3 separate regions of the Mus musculus genome follow, and all the other regions are linked to region 2. The links are chromatin contacts, called in public Hi-C and HiChIP or PLAC-seq maps. All regions are on one chromosome and are shown on one strand. Each heading gives the region's core, a stretch centred on a gene start, on an enhancer-like site or on the middle of the called end of the contact. The rest is flanking DNA. Distances are from core to core; before and after follow the strand shown. Region 1 holds the start of Etfrf1 (electron transfer flavoprotein regulatory factor 1). Region 2 has its middle 11 kb from the start of Gm38926. Region 3 overlaps Gm38475 (a long non-coding RNA gene).

Evidence for each region. HiChIP or PLAC-seq counts read pairs in DNA pulled down with a chosen protein or histone mark. A called contact is a pair of places that touch in the nucleus more often than the background predicts.
Region 1: a Hi-C map of bone marrow-derived macrophages shows a contact between it and region 2, with 32 read pairs. The contact joins the promoter of Etfrf1 here to the enhancer-like site in region 2. A contact is called at or near these places in 21 of 39 promoter capture datasets (the 3T3-L1 cell line, 3T3-L1-derived adipocytes, the C10 cell line and 14 more), 6 of 484 Hi-C or Micro-C datasets (bone marrow-derived macrophages, differentiating embryonic stem cells and embryonic stem cells), 11 of 115 datasets of contacts at active chromatin or transcription factors (the 230-238 cell line, the HPC-7 cell line, acute myeloid leukemia and 5 more) and 2 of 9 other capture datasets (adipose tissue and liver).
Region 3: a CTCF HiChIP or PLAC-seq map of the NIH/3T3 cell line shows a contact between it and region 2, with 7 read pairs. The contact joins two enhancer-like sites. A contact is called at or near these places in 2 of 39 promoter capture datasets (liver and pre-B cells), 1 of 15 datasets of contacts at CTCF or cohesin (the NIH/3T3 cell line), 5 of 484 Hi-C or Micro-C datasets (cranial neural crest, liver, myocytes and 2 more), 1 of 115 datasets of contacts at active chromatin or transcription factors (T-cell acute lymphoblastic leukemia) and 1 of 9 other capture datasets (embryonic stem cells).

What each region holds. Positions count from the first base shown.
Region 1 is chr6:145,208,925-145,212,807 of GRCm38.p6, reverse strand. Etfrf1 (electron transfer flavoprotein regulatory factor 1) reads right to left here and starts at 1,661. Exons shown (of 3, transcript NM_133688.3): 1 at 1,556-1,661. Casc1 (cancer susceptibility candidate 1) reads left to right here and starts at 1,838. Exons shown (of 16, transcript NM_177222.4): 1 at 1,838-2,001. The coding sequence starts at 1,999.
Region 2 is chr6:145,357,822-145,361,781 of GRCm38.p6, reverse strand. No RefSeq gene overlaps it. Among named protein-coding and RNA genes, the nearest start is that of Gm38926, 11 kb to the right of the region's middle. Within about 2 kb of position 1,326, at least 46 of the 459 cell types and tissues checked have an H3K27ac peak or open chromatin away from gene starts, as enhancers often do. A contact at or near this core is called in the HPC-7 cell line, the NIH/3T3 cell line, adipose tissue and 4 more, where this site is marked.
Region 3 is chr6:145,563,386-145,567,269 of GRCm38.p6, reverse strand. All of the region lies in intron 1 of Gm38475 (a long non-coding RNA gene), which reads left to right. Among named protein-coding and RNA genes, the nearest start is that of Gm38475, 49 kb to the left of the region's middle. Within about 2 kb of position 2,364, at least 36 of the 459 cell types and tissues checked have an H3K27ac peak or open chromatin away from gene starts, as enhancers often do. A contact at or near this core is called in the NIH/3T3 cell line, where this site is marked.

The DNA.
Region 1 (3,883 bases), core at 412-2,911, 150 kb after region 2:
GCTGCTGGGAAAAACCTTTAGTTTGCAAACTAGAAAACAACTTAATTGCTGCAGAGACCTGCATGGAGTCCTGGAAGTTATCAAAGTTGGATGAGTGCATGGCTCAAAGTCACGGGCTATTCCAGGAACATGGATATGTGCAAGGAGGAGCTGTAAGTCCTTTCTCCCTGGGGACTTTGAGTAAAGGAATGATGGCGTTGTCATTTTAGTAGGACACTATTATTTCTAATAGGGGCTTGATGCCCAATGATGTTATTCTGCCCCATGATGTTCAAGTGACCAAAAAAAAAAAAAAAAAAGCTGAAGGAAATGGAGACGGCAGTGTATTGTTTCAGTGGTCTAGTGAACTAGACTCAGTATTCCTTCAGACTGTACTGGAAAACTGTCCTGTCAGATTTCCCCATACCAGAGGTTGTGCGACCATACGCCTTTAGATGGTACAGGTACATGACAGGAGAGAGGGGCTAGTACAACCCGTGTCAAGATGAAGAGATGCCAGAAAGCAGCCCTCTTATTACTCACAAATCCTGCCCAGGGACTAGAGGACATCAAAACTCAAAAAAGCATGCACAGAGTCTTGAACCATGGGATCTAACACATCTCTACTATTAGTTTTCCTCTTAGGAGAGAAGTTGATAATGACACAGTGATTTTGAGTAAGGCCATTTCTCCTGAGTCACCATGTTAATTACTGTACTTCCACACCACTTCCTAGTTTAGTCTGAGGTTTTCTGTCACTAAACACTAGTAGTTGCTTTGTTGAATAATTCAAAACAAAGGCTACCTTCCATACCTCAACAGCTAAGATAAAACAAATTTGAATTTATATGCAGTAGGTGTTAAGTTTTTATCTCATTACCAAGGTTCGGAGGGCAGTAAGGTCTTAAGTGTTGTGCAACCAATGACCTTAACCCACAAAAACTAGCTGTCAGTCCTACTGAACAGAACATTTAGTTTATGTAAGGGACAGAGCATTAGTACTCTATCTTGGGTTAGACGGGCCGTAAGCTGGGGTTGGGTTAAAGAACTGTCTCCATTCCTCTACGTCTCAAGTGCCTTTTCTTATGGAGAAGGGCTGAAATTCTGCAGGCTGCCACAACAGTACAGCGCTCCGTGACCTTGGGACAACAATGGCTTACTGGTTCTTAGAAGTCACGTTAAACTAGTGTGTGAGCAGCTCTTGAGAAGGGCGAATGCTTTGCATAGAAACTAAACTCCCACGATCAGTGAAGAATCTGTACTACTTTAATATCAAGGTAGCGACCCTCTTGGAGCTCGCCTTTGTGGCCAGATGACTCCCTGGGGGACCCGCCCGGAACCTATGGCTTCACCTAGTCGTGAGCTGGCGCCATTCCCCAGATCCCCCGGGAAGGGCTCGTCCAGACGCAAAAGAAGCGAGGAAGAAACCTTTTTACAAGGCTGGCCGTGGCGGGCCTCGGCTATAACCCCAGCTCTCAGGAGGAAGCTGAGGGATGCCCGCGAGTTCCAGGTCAGCCTGCGTTTCAGTGTGAGACGCAGCTCTCCCCACGCCCGGAAGCCCTCGCCTAAGGCATACTTCACCACCAGCAGGTCTGGGGTCCAGACGACAGCTTGCTCAGACCGCCTCACTCCAGCGCTTTGCGGCACCACGGCCGTAAATGCTCCGACCGTCTGCCGGAAGTGGGCGGAGCTGAGAGGCGGGGGTGGGCTCAGGGCGGGACTACAGGCAGCAGTGTATGGGACTCGAGGCCGCTTTCTTTGCTGGGGCGGGGCATCAGGCGGAAATGGGCGGGATTAGGTAAAAGCCGCGATGTGGGCGTACCTTATGTGGGAAGTGTGGCTTGTGTAACCAGTCTACGACTTGGGCAGTACTCACCGGAAGACTACAGTGCGATTGCGCAGGTTGTCCTTCGCAAAACACTGGGAGTTGTGAGTGGGCGTGGCCTGTCGTCTTGACAACCGTGAGCGTTCCTGCTCTGCAGAGTTCACTTATCCCTAAGCAAAGTTCCTGCTTCTGTCATGGTAAGCCAGGAAAGTGAGGGAGACAGGAAAGGGGCAAGTGCGGATTCCACTTCAGCGCTGTCGAGGGAGGGCAGGCAGACAGGGGCAGTGCGATCCAGAGGTGGCGAGATCCAGATCTTTGCAGTGACTAAACTTTACTAGCTTCCGGTGATGTACATTCCCACTTTGGCTCTGACTGCCTTGTCAGAAAAGTTTTCATTCCAACGCAGAACAATATGGAGCAAATTTCGTGTGTTGTTTCCCATTCTCCATCAAGAGATCATCAATTATCACACTCGTTGAGGGGAGATTCAGAGTGCATTATTTGTGTTTGCTGGCTGGAAGCCAGAGACACACAAAGGAGAATATTACAGCCCTCCGGCTCTGTCAGTTAAGCAGAATATCAGACACAAGCTTTACCAAGGTAACAGCTGGTGTATCTAAAGCGGAGTAATCAAGCTATTAAGGGTAGGAGAGAAGAAAAGATTGGTGCTTTTCAGTCTCTTTTAAGATATAAGTATGTATTTTCTGTAAGTGGTGGGAAGAAATGGGTAGTGAAGGCCTCCCCTGGCAAGACCCCCAATGGGTCATCAGCCAAGTTAAGACTGCTGGCAAATTACAAGAACAAGCACGTATTTGCTACATCGAAAGGTGGATTTAATTTCTTTTTCCTATCTACATAGCACTGTTTCTCAAAGACTTCCAAGCCATTTGGGGGAATATTTAAAATGTAGATTCCAGGAGGTTGCAGCTTCAAACCTAACTGTATCATGGGGCTTCCAGGAAACAAAGTACCATAAACATGTTTGCTTAAACAGTAGAAACTGCTTACCTCACCATTCTGGAGACTGAACATCTGGGGTCAGGGTGTCAGCATGGGGGCAGGGATTTATTCAGATCTCTCTTCTACTTCTAAATAGTTCTTTAGTGTGTAGCAGTGTAAACTCATTTTTTTCATACGATGCTTATTTTCTTCATGAGGGTCTGTATCCAAGATTCCTCTTTGTAACCTGTACCAGCCATATTGAGCCAGAGGCCTGTCCAGTTCCAGTATCAGCTCTTCTTAATTGGGTGAAATAATTACAGACCCTTTTCATAAGCAGGTCAAACGCTAACACACAAGAAGTTAAGATTTTAGTATATGAATTTGAAAATGCATAATTCAACCCCACAATCTAAGGAAGTATACAATTCAGGAAGGGAAGCAACTATACTGTAAGTCCAAGAGGACAAATTTCTCAAAAAGCTTGTCAGGAAGTCCTTTGCCACTTGAACGTTGAAAAGTTTTACTACTGATGGCTCTTATGTTTATGTGAAGGATAAAGATAGGACTTTCCCCACACCTGTTTCATGTTAGAAATACTAGTGAGGGATAAAAATGTGCCCATCATCTTTAGGATATGCTCTTTGAGGAGGATATTTACATAGCCTACCATACAGTATTTGTTTCAAGATGGAAATATGTTAACAATGTGTCAGGGAATACTACAGCCAGGATAAAAATTATTTGTAAAAATCACATGAGAGCAAAGCCTCCCTCGTTGCTCTCTCCCTGATGAATATTTATGGAGAGAATTTCTGAAATGTGTGCACCTTGCAGGAAGATGTCGTCTAAATCTCATTTACTGTGTGCCAAATTTGGCACTGGCATTTTAGAATGATGTTCCCATGGCTCGAACCAGCCCTTCCTATGTGCAGCTCTTCAGATATGTAAACTGTGTAATTTACACTCAGACGGCCTCTTACAGGTTCTTTACCAGAGAGCTGATGGGCACACAGGCCTTCTCAGGAGTTTACGAATAGCATCACGGGAAATACCTGTACTTGTAAATCAGTATTGAAGGACAGAGCTTTCCAAAAAGAGCAGACTGACTGTAAATCATGTGGCTGGGCAGTCTTCACT
Region 2 (3,960 bases), core at 77-2,576:
CCCTGGGGTAGCAGAAGCAGCCGCTGCTAAGTTTTGCCCTGAACCACCGTGAGTGGTGAGCTGTTGTTGCGGTGTATTGCAAAGCTGGAGTTCCAGACGACACCACTGCTCACTCACAGGGCGCTCATTTTGCCTGTAGTGGAAAGGCAGCGAGAGGAGTTGTGAGTCGGGCACGAGATCTAAGGGACTCAGAACTCCAGGGCCATGTGAGTTTGCTGCAGAGCAAGTGTGAGGGACAATGACAGCCCTGATTGGGGGAGGGGGCCTGGATGGATGCTGACTCTGCAGTTTCCTGTGGCTTCTGTGTCCCTACCTAATGTCATAGCTTCACCTGCCAACCTGACACAAACTTAGAGAGGCTGGGGGAAGGGAGCTTCAGTTGAGAAATCGCCTCCATCAGATTGGCCTGTGGGAGTGTTTGCAGGGCATTTTCTTGATTGCTAGTTGTTGGAGGAAGGCCCCGCCCACTGTGGGCGGCACCATCTCTAGGCAGGCAGTCCATCCAGGTCAGAAAGGTAGCTGAATGTGAGCCAGTGAGCAGCCAGTGGCAGCGCTCCTGCATGGCCTCCGCTTCAGCTCCAGCCTCAGGTTGACTTAGTCAGGGTGCTATCGCAGTAACAGAAAGTAACGTAGGAAATCTAGTAAGCACCAGCACTTCCACTGTTCTGGAAGATTCTACAGAAGTCGTTCCCTACCTGTGGCCGATAGACCAACCAGCAGTCTCCCTCCAGTCCTCAGGCCAATTCCTAGAACTAAATCCAAGCAGAACCTGTGTGAGCCTGTGTTAGAGCCTGCTACGGGGCTAATGTGTGAGCCTGAAGGATGGTGACACGGCCCAGCATTCACTGAAAGGAGGCAGAGATTGCCCCTGGAGTCATCGTTGAGGTTTTCCTCAAAAGCATGAAGCTTATGGCTAGACAGCAGCTTTGGATGCGCCCTCAGAATGCAGACACGCTTGCCACCTCTGTAACCTCTAAATGGAGACATGGAATGTGCTTTCCTGTGCATGTGTGTGCGTGCAGAATATGTATATATGGTACACGGGAAATAAATAGCTTAAGCTAGATACCAGAAAGATCCCTCGCTGCTCTGGGGTCTGGAAGCAAATGACAGGAAAGTGTGATTGGGAAAGTAAAATTGTTTAACCGGCTCAGAAATTAAAACAAAACAAAACAAAACAAACAAACAAACAAAAAAAAAAAACCAACTAAGGCGTTTCCAAGTGCGGGAAACATTCCAAACAGGATGTACAGGAGTGTGCGAGGTGCCTGGGGAAAGGAAGCATTTGGGAGAAATTGGAACTACATTTTACAATGATTTATTTATTTTGTTAATGGAGTACACTCAAGGTTTGTATGTATCTGAGGTGAGTGGAAACACAAGTCCATATAAACTGTAAGTAGAGTAGCTTTTAAATTTCCGTTTTTATTTACTGACGGAAAGGAAGTAATTTAAAGTTATTTAAAACACACACAACAAAGAAACACTAGACAATTTTCTGCTTCCTTCCTGTTGATCTCACTGCCAACAGTGCCCTCTAGTGGTGAACTGAGAAGACGTTGGTGGAGGAGGGAAAAAACATTACCGGAATTTTCATGAAAACGTAAACTTTTACAATTCCACTTGGTAACTGAATGCTATATTTGGCAAGAAAAAAAATGAATCTTTGCAGAGGTTCACAGCAGATAGCTTAAGACGTGGGCGTTTCAACGTCAGCTTTCCTTAGTGGCTCTCCTGAGTGCATGCCCATCTGTGCGTGTAAATGCCCTCGAGGCTGCCTTTGGGGCGAGTCTGGGCCACAGCTTCTATTGTGTACCTTAAAACGAACAGAATCCACTTTTATGAGGGATACAATCGTTCTCCCCGAACTTGTGCTTCAACCTTAATCACTTCCAAGAACAACACAGTGTTCTTGCAGGATCTCACCTGGCCCCAACTCATCGAACAAACCAAGCCCCATTTTCTTAGAATGATTCAGACGCTCCCCTCCCCCGACCCCCACCCCCGCAAAAAGCAGTCATCACAACAGGCTACAGCCCGGGTTACAGAATGAAGTCGCGCTAACCCTGGCTCTGCCTAGAGCTTCTAGAGCAGCTACTTCTGAAATAAAGATGGGAGGTGGCTTCCCGGGCGCCACTCTAACGCCAGGCAACCGCTGGGCCATGAGCTCTGAGGCTTCAGCTCTGAACATGGTTCTCTGCCCTAAGCCCCTGGTCCAAAGATCCAAAGCACAGTACTTGTCTGTTTTAGGAGATGTTGGTACATACAGGCTGTTTTATGAGCATTCTGACATTCCGACTGTACCCCCTTTGATGTCTTCAATAGCACCCTTTGTCATAAGTGCCCAAAACGTGTCACTCACTGGCTGTCATGTTGGACAGAATTGGACACTCTTTCACTACAGGGGGACATCCTTGGTCTAGAATCATCTTCAAGCCCTGGCCCTAAAGAAACTCCTGAAAATTGTACTTTATAGGAGCAAAAGTTATTAAGCAACACACCGTCTAGCAATCAAAGAGAATGTCCTTAGTGCTTGGACAGACAGGTTCCACTCACATTCTAGACCGATACCCTAAGAAGAACGCATTCTTTATGAGGCATTTTTGCCAAAACACATAAACTGAATCTAACCATGAGGAAACTTCTGACACGAAGTGAAAGAGAGTCTGCAAAATAATTGGCTTGTCCTTTCCAAAATGCCAAGGTCATCAAAGAGAAAGGAAGGCTAGAGTTGAACCACAGGAGGGGAGACTCGAGAGACATGACAGTTAAATGAATCACAAGATCCTAAGTTAGGTCTAAACCACGGAAGGCATTAGCTACAGCCCAAAGTCCTGATTAGAGGGACACAAGAATCATGTTTCTTGTTTGCTCACCATGGTGTGACCAGATCAGAAAAGGTCTAGGGCTGAAAAGATGGTTCCGCCATTAAGACTGGTCGCTGCTCTTCCAGGGGACCTGAGTTTGGTTCCTGGCACCAACTTTGTGTGGCTCACAACTGCCTGTAACTCCTAATCCAGAGAATCCCATGCCTTCTGACTCCAGGTGGTTCTCTCTCTCTCTCTCCCTCTCTCTCTCCCTCTCTCTCTCTCTCTCTCTCTCTCTCTGTGTGTGTGTGTGTGTGCCTGTCTGTCTCTCTGTCGCTGTCTGTCTGTCTCTGTCGGTCTGTCTGTCTGTCTGTCTCTCGCTCTGTCTCTGTGTGTGTGTGTGTGTGTGTGTATGTATGTGTGTGCCTGTCTGTCTCTCTGTCGCTGTCTGTCTCTGTCAGTCTGTCTGTCTGTCTCTTTCTCTCTGTCTGTCTGTCTCTCTCTCTCTCTCTCTGTCTCTCTGTGTGTGTGTGTGTTTGTGTGTGTGTGTGTGTTTGTGTGTGTGTGTGTGTGTATGTGTGCGTGTGCCTGTCTGTCTCTCTGTTGCTGTCTGTGTGTGTCTGTCTCTGTCGGCCTGTCTGTCTCTCTCTCTTTACACACACACACACATATTTTCTTGAACCATCCTTAACCGTATATTCCAGTCTCAGAGTGAGCCAGGAAATGTGAGCAGAGCCAGATCCTGATGTTTGTTGCCCTAGGTCTCCCAGAAGGGAATCCGATTTTCCAAATAAAATAAACTGTTTTTTCCATCTGTTTCTAATCTGCCTTTGAAAATGTTGCGGTGATGGATTTTCAAAGAGACGGCGTCCAGGCTCCTTCTCAGCCTTGACATGTGTGTAGATGAGGTCGGGGACATGGCACCCACATGCCACCGTCCTGAATTGTCTCCAGAGTTCTATCTGCTCTCACATCTTGACACTCCTCTCTCCAAACAGTCATGCATATTTATTGGCATTAAACAGAATCTCCTCTTCAACAAAATGAATTGTGAATATTGTATGCTCCCAGACAGACTGGAAAATATGACAGAGACTTCCACCAAACACCCTGATGATATGGCAGAAATGGGAAATAGCCATATTATTTCCTT
Region 3 (3,884 bases), core at 1,115-3,614, 200 kb before region 2:
GCTCTGCTGACCCCAGGGCCTTTGAGTCCTCACTGGATCCTCTGTACTGATTCTCAGAAGGGGAAGAAGAAGGTGTAGTGCTGTCTGAGAGGTGCATGTGGGCCAGGTGCTCTTATCCCAGGTTGGGGGCGGGGCTGGAGGGTACCGTTGAACTTTGTGGCTAGAAGGAAAGTGATTTGAGTTTAGAGAGCTGCTTGCCAGCCTTCAGAGCAGTGTCACCGTATCCCCTTCTCTGAGGGTGAGACAGACAAAGAGGTTAAATAACTCAGAGAAGTCACCCTGGCAACAGGAGGTAAGAAAGAACTTGAAGCCAGGAGCTTACACCAGACTCCTCCCAGTTACACAGCTTCCAGGAGTGGCCATGATGCCAAACAGAGGCAGGCTCCTGTTCTTTCACAAAGTGCAGAATGCAGCATACAGAAGCTAGTGCTCATTTAGGATGCATGTGTGACCCTCGACACCAGTGATTCTTCCTCAGCATCACAGCATGTGTTCCAACCGTGGGAGTGCTGGTTCAGCCTATTCATGTCCTGTTTCCAACATCATTCACTGATGGTGGACAGATGTGGAACTGGGGCCCTGAGTTAGAGTCAAAGTCAAACAGATTCAAAACAGCATGGCTCAGCATGAAGAGGTGGACTCTGGAGTTACCACAATTGAAGTAATAAAAGCCTTGTTCTGCAGCTCCCTGGTTGAACCCTGGCGACTTCACTCCCTGGCCTGTAGCCTGCTTGCTTATATTTGAGATAGCAATGCCTTCTGCATAGGGCTGTTCGGAGCATACGATTGACCCTTACCGGGTCTTAAGAGTAGCCGGGCAGTGGTGGCGCACACCTTTACGAAATCCAAAGACACTGGTTCTTATTGTTCTATCAGTGAACAGCAACTTCTTGTGCATAGCAGCTCTTCCTGCACTCTCAGAGGTTGGTTAGTCCTGCGGCCCCGCCCCCTTGTCTAGAGGCCCCGCCCCCTTGTCTATGGACTGGATCCTTCTCTATTTCCCTTTCTCCTCTTGAGTGTGAACGGGTATTACACGTCACTTCAGTCCTTGCAATGTTTTCTAAACGTCTCCTGCCTTTTCCTGTGGCCCATACAATCCTGTCTGTACACAGAGGCCAGAGTGATTGGTCTCATGATTGAGTGGGTGTACATCAAGCTGAGGTGTCAAGCACACTCATTATTGATCTCCATCCTTACCTGACAAGGTATGTGCGTTTTGTGGTAAAGACATTGGATGTGACCTCATAGCAAATTTCAAGTTATCAATCTAATATCTTCGACTCTGTTGACCATGTTCATATCTGACCCCAGAGTTACACCTCAGAAGACTTGCTAGCGCTCACCCCATCTGCTTGTGAGTAATTCCTTAAAGATGCCCCGTTTGGCTAGGCTCCCATGTTGTCTGTCATCTGCCTTATTTCACTTAGCACAATGTCCTCCTGGTTTACCCATCTGGTCATAAATGGCACATTCCCATATTCCCCATGGCTGAATCATATCTCATTGGCTTTATTCATCCAGCCATCACAGAATACATTGTTCTTTTTATATGCGCTCACTTGTGAATTGCACTGCAATTCATGTGAGCTACAGGCACCTCCTTGCTAGCCTGACTTCATTTCCTTTACTGGAAATTATAGTCCAATTTTAAAAAGATAATCTGTACTACTTTTCATGATGAATGTACCAATTATATATTATATGTACATGTATAATATAATATATATAATATATATATTAATATATATTTATATATAATTTAAATATAGATCAGATCATGAATTGTCTTGATTAAACATAGTAACATCTTTAAGCCTTATTTAACTATCTCTCAAGCCCTTCCCTCAGTAGGAATCCTGTGTGTCCAGGACAGTCCTCACTTACACCATTATTTTGCTCTTATTATAAACAGCCCATATTTCACTTTCAAAGGATCTAAGAGCTGACAAGTTTTGTAATCATCCTAGAGTGGTTGGATCCTAATTTAATTACAATCCAGAACCTTAACCATGAAGTTTGAATCAATGTGGTTATAACTTGATTCTGATTTAGCTTAGCTTTGAGCTGCATTTAAAAATAGTCCAAGTTCCTTGTGTATTGGAAGCCTTTCAAACTCCATAGTAATGACCTTTGCTGGGCTTCCTAGAGCCCAGCACTCTTCCAAGTGTGGTACCTGCCAGAGATGAGCCAAAGCCCAGGGGCTGCAGCTCAGTGTCTGTCTCTGACTTGTACACAGCCACCTTCCCCTCCAAGAGGGATCATGCCTTAGTGCCACCATGCCTGCCTCCAGTGCCTTACACAGGATGGCTCAGGGAATATTGCTGAGCCTCATGAGTAAGACTTGTAACGTGATAGCCTTGTGAGTAAGCGGCCCAGTAATGTTAATCACAACCACGTTTTGTTTCTGTAACCAGACAACTCCACGCATGTGTACCCACTTACTTGTCAGGCAGAGCTCTCATTGTGGTACCTAACTATAATGCCAGCCCTCTGGACACAGAAGGATCACTTTGAGTTTGAAGCCAGCCTGGGCTGTATAATAATATGACCTTGTTTCATAGCCAGACAAAGCAAAATAAAGCAAAAACCAAAAATACAAAGAAAGGATGGAAGGAAGGAGGAGGAGGAGGAGGAAGGAGAAGAGGAGGAAGAGGAGGAGGAGGAAGAGGAGAGAGAGAGAGAGAGATATAAAGAAATGAGCAAAACAAAAAGAGTGAAATGACCAAACCTAGCACCTTGTTTCCAGAGTTTCGGGAGGGTTGAGTCCCAGCTGGGGCTGCCCCAGTCTGGACGGGAAGTATTCCTGTAGCCGACGGTAGATCCTACGTAAGATTCTTGGCTAGTTCTTGGAGTGTCTTTCTACAGGTCAGTCAGAATATAGGCAGTTCTATATCATGGGAAGTAAGGGTTGGCGGGAGGGTGGTTGTAGATAAAAGCAAAGCCTGAGCTAACAGCTCCCCCCCCCCAGGTTGCCCACTATCAGTGATGGGCATAGATAATATGGCTGCCTTCAATTATATTACTTGAGCTAAGAAAGTATCCTCTTACTCCCGTAACTCATCTTCTGTGGGATCCCACAGCCTTCAGTACAAACATTTCTCTCATGTTATAGAACACCTGCCTAGCTACTCATCTCATCTGTCAGTGGTAAAGTCCTTTAGCAATACCATGCCTTTGTCAATGGCACACTGGCGTACAGGTGTCAGCTGAGCCAGTCTGACTTGTTGCATTGTTGCTGTTTCCTCCCCCATTGAAACATGCCATCCTGAAGGGAAGGGATACAACATACTAGGCTCATAAAAGCAACAAGAAACTCAGAAGCCTCACCAGCCCCGCTGAGGAGACTCTTCGGCGGAGCTGCCTGCAGGCTGGGCAGGGAGCTCCAGAGATACACTTTCTATGAGTTGTCACGTATTCTGATCTGTGGGGCTCTCCAGTGCCACAGCTGCCATTGAGTGACTCATGCTCTTGTAAGTAATCCAGAGAAGTTGACTGCTTCACCAGGGCAGACCTGGGTGTGATTGTTCCTTTGGTTCATCATTGCCCTCACTATCTGACCCCAGGGCAGGTCACACAGCACTTGTCTTGGTTGTGATAAAATGAGGGAGAGAAGTACAAAGGAGGACAGTTGTAACTTTAAATTTTTCAAAGCCTATTTTTAATGATGGTTCTTAAATGCTTTAACCTCCCTTCTAGCCCACCACCCACCAGAGGTAATGGAAAAGAAAGGATATGGAGGGAAGTGGACCTGTTTAGAAATGGTTCTTTAGAGCAACTCCCTTCTGTGTTGTCTGGGCAGCTCAACCCTCTTGTAAGCACTTCACAGACGCACCAGTAGTCCAGTTCAATAGAGCTGGGATAGCAAACATGATCAGCAGCTATGG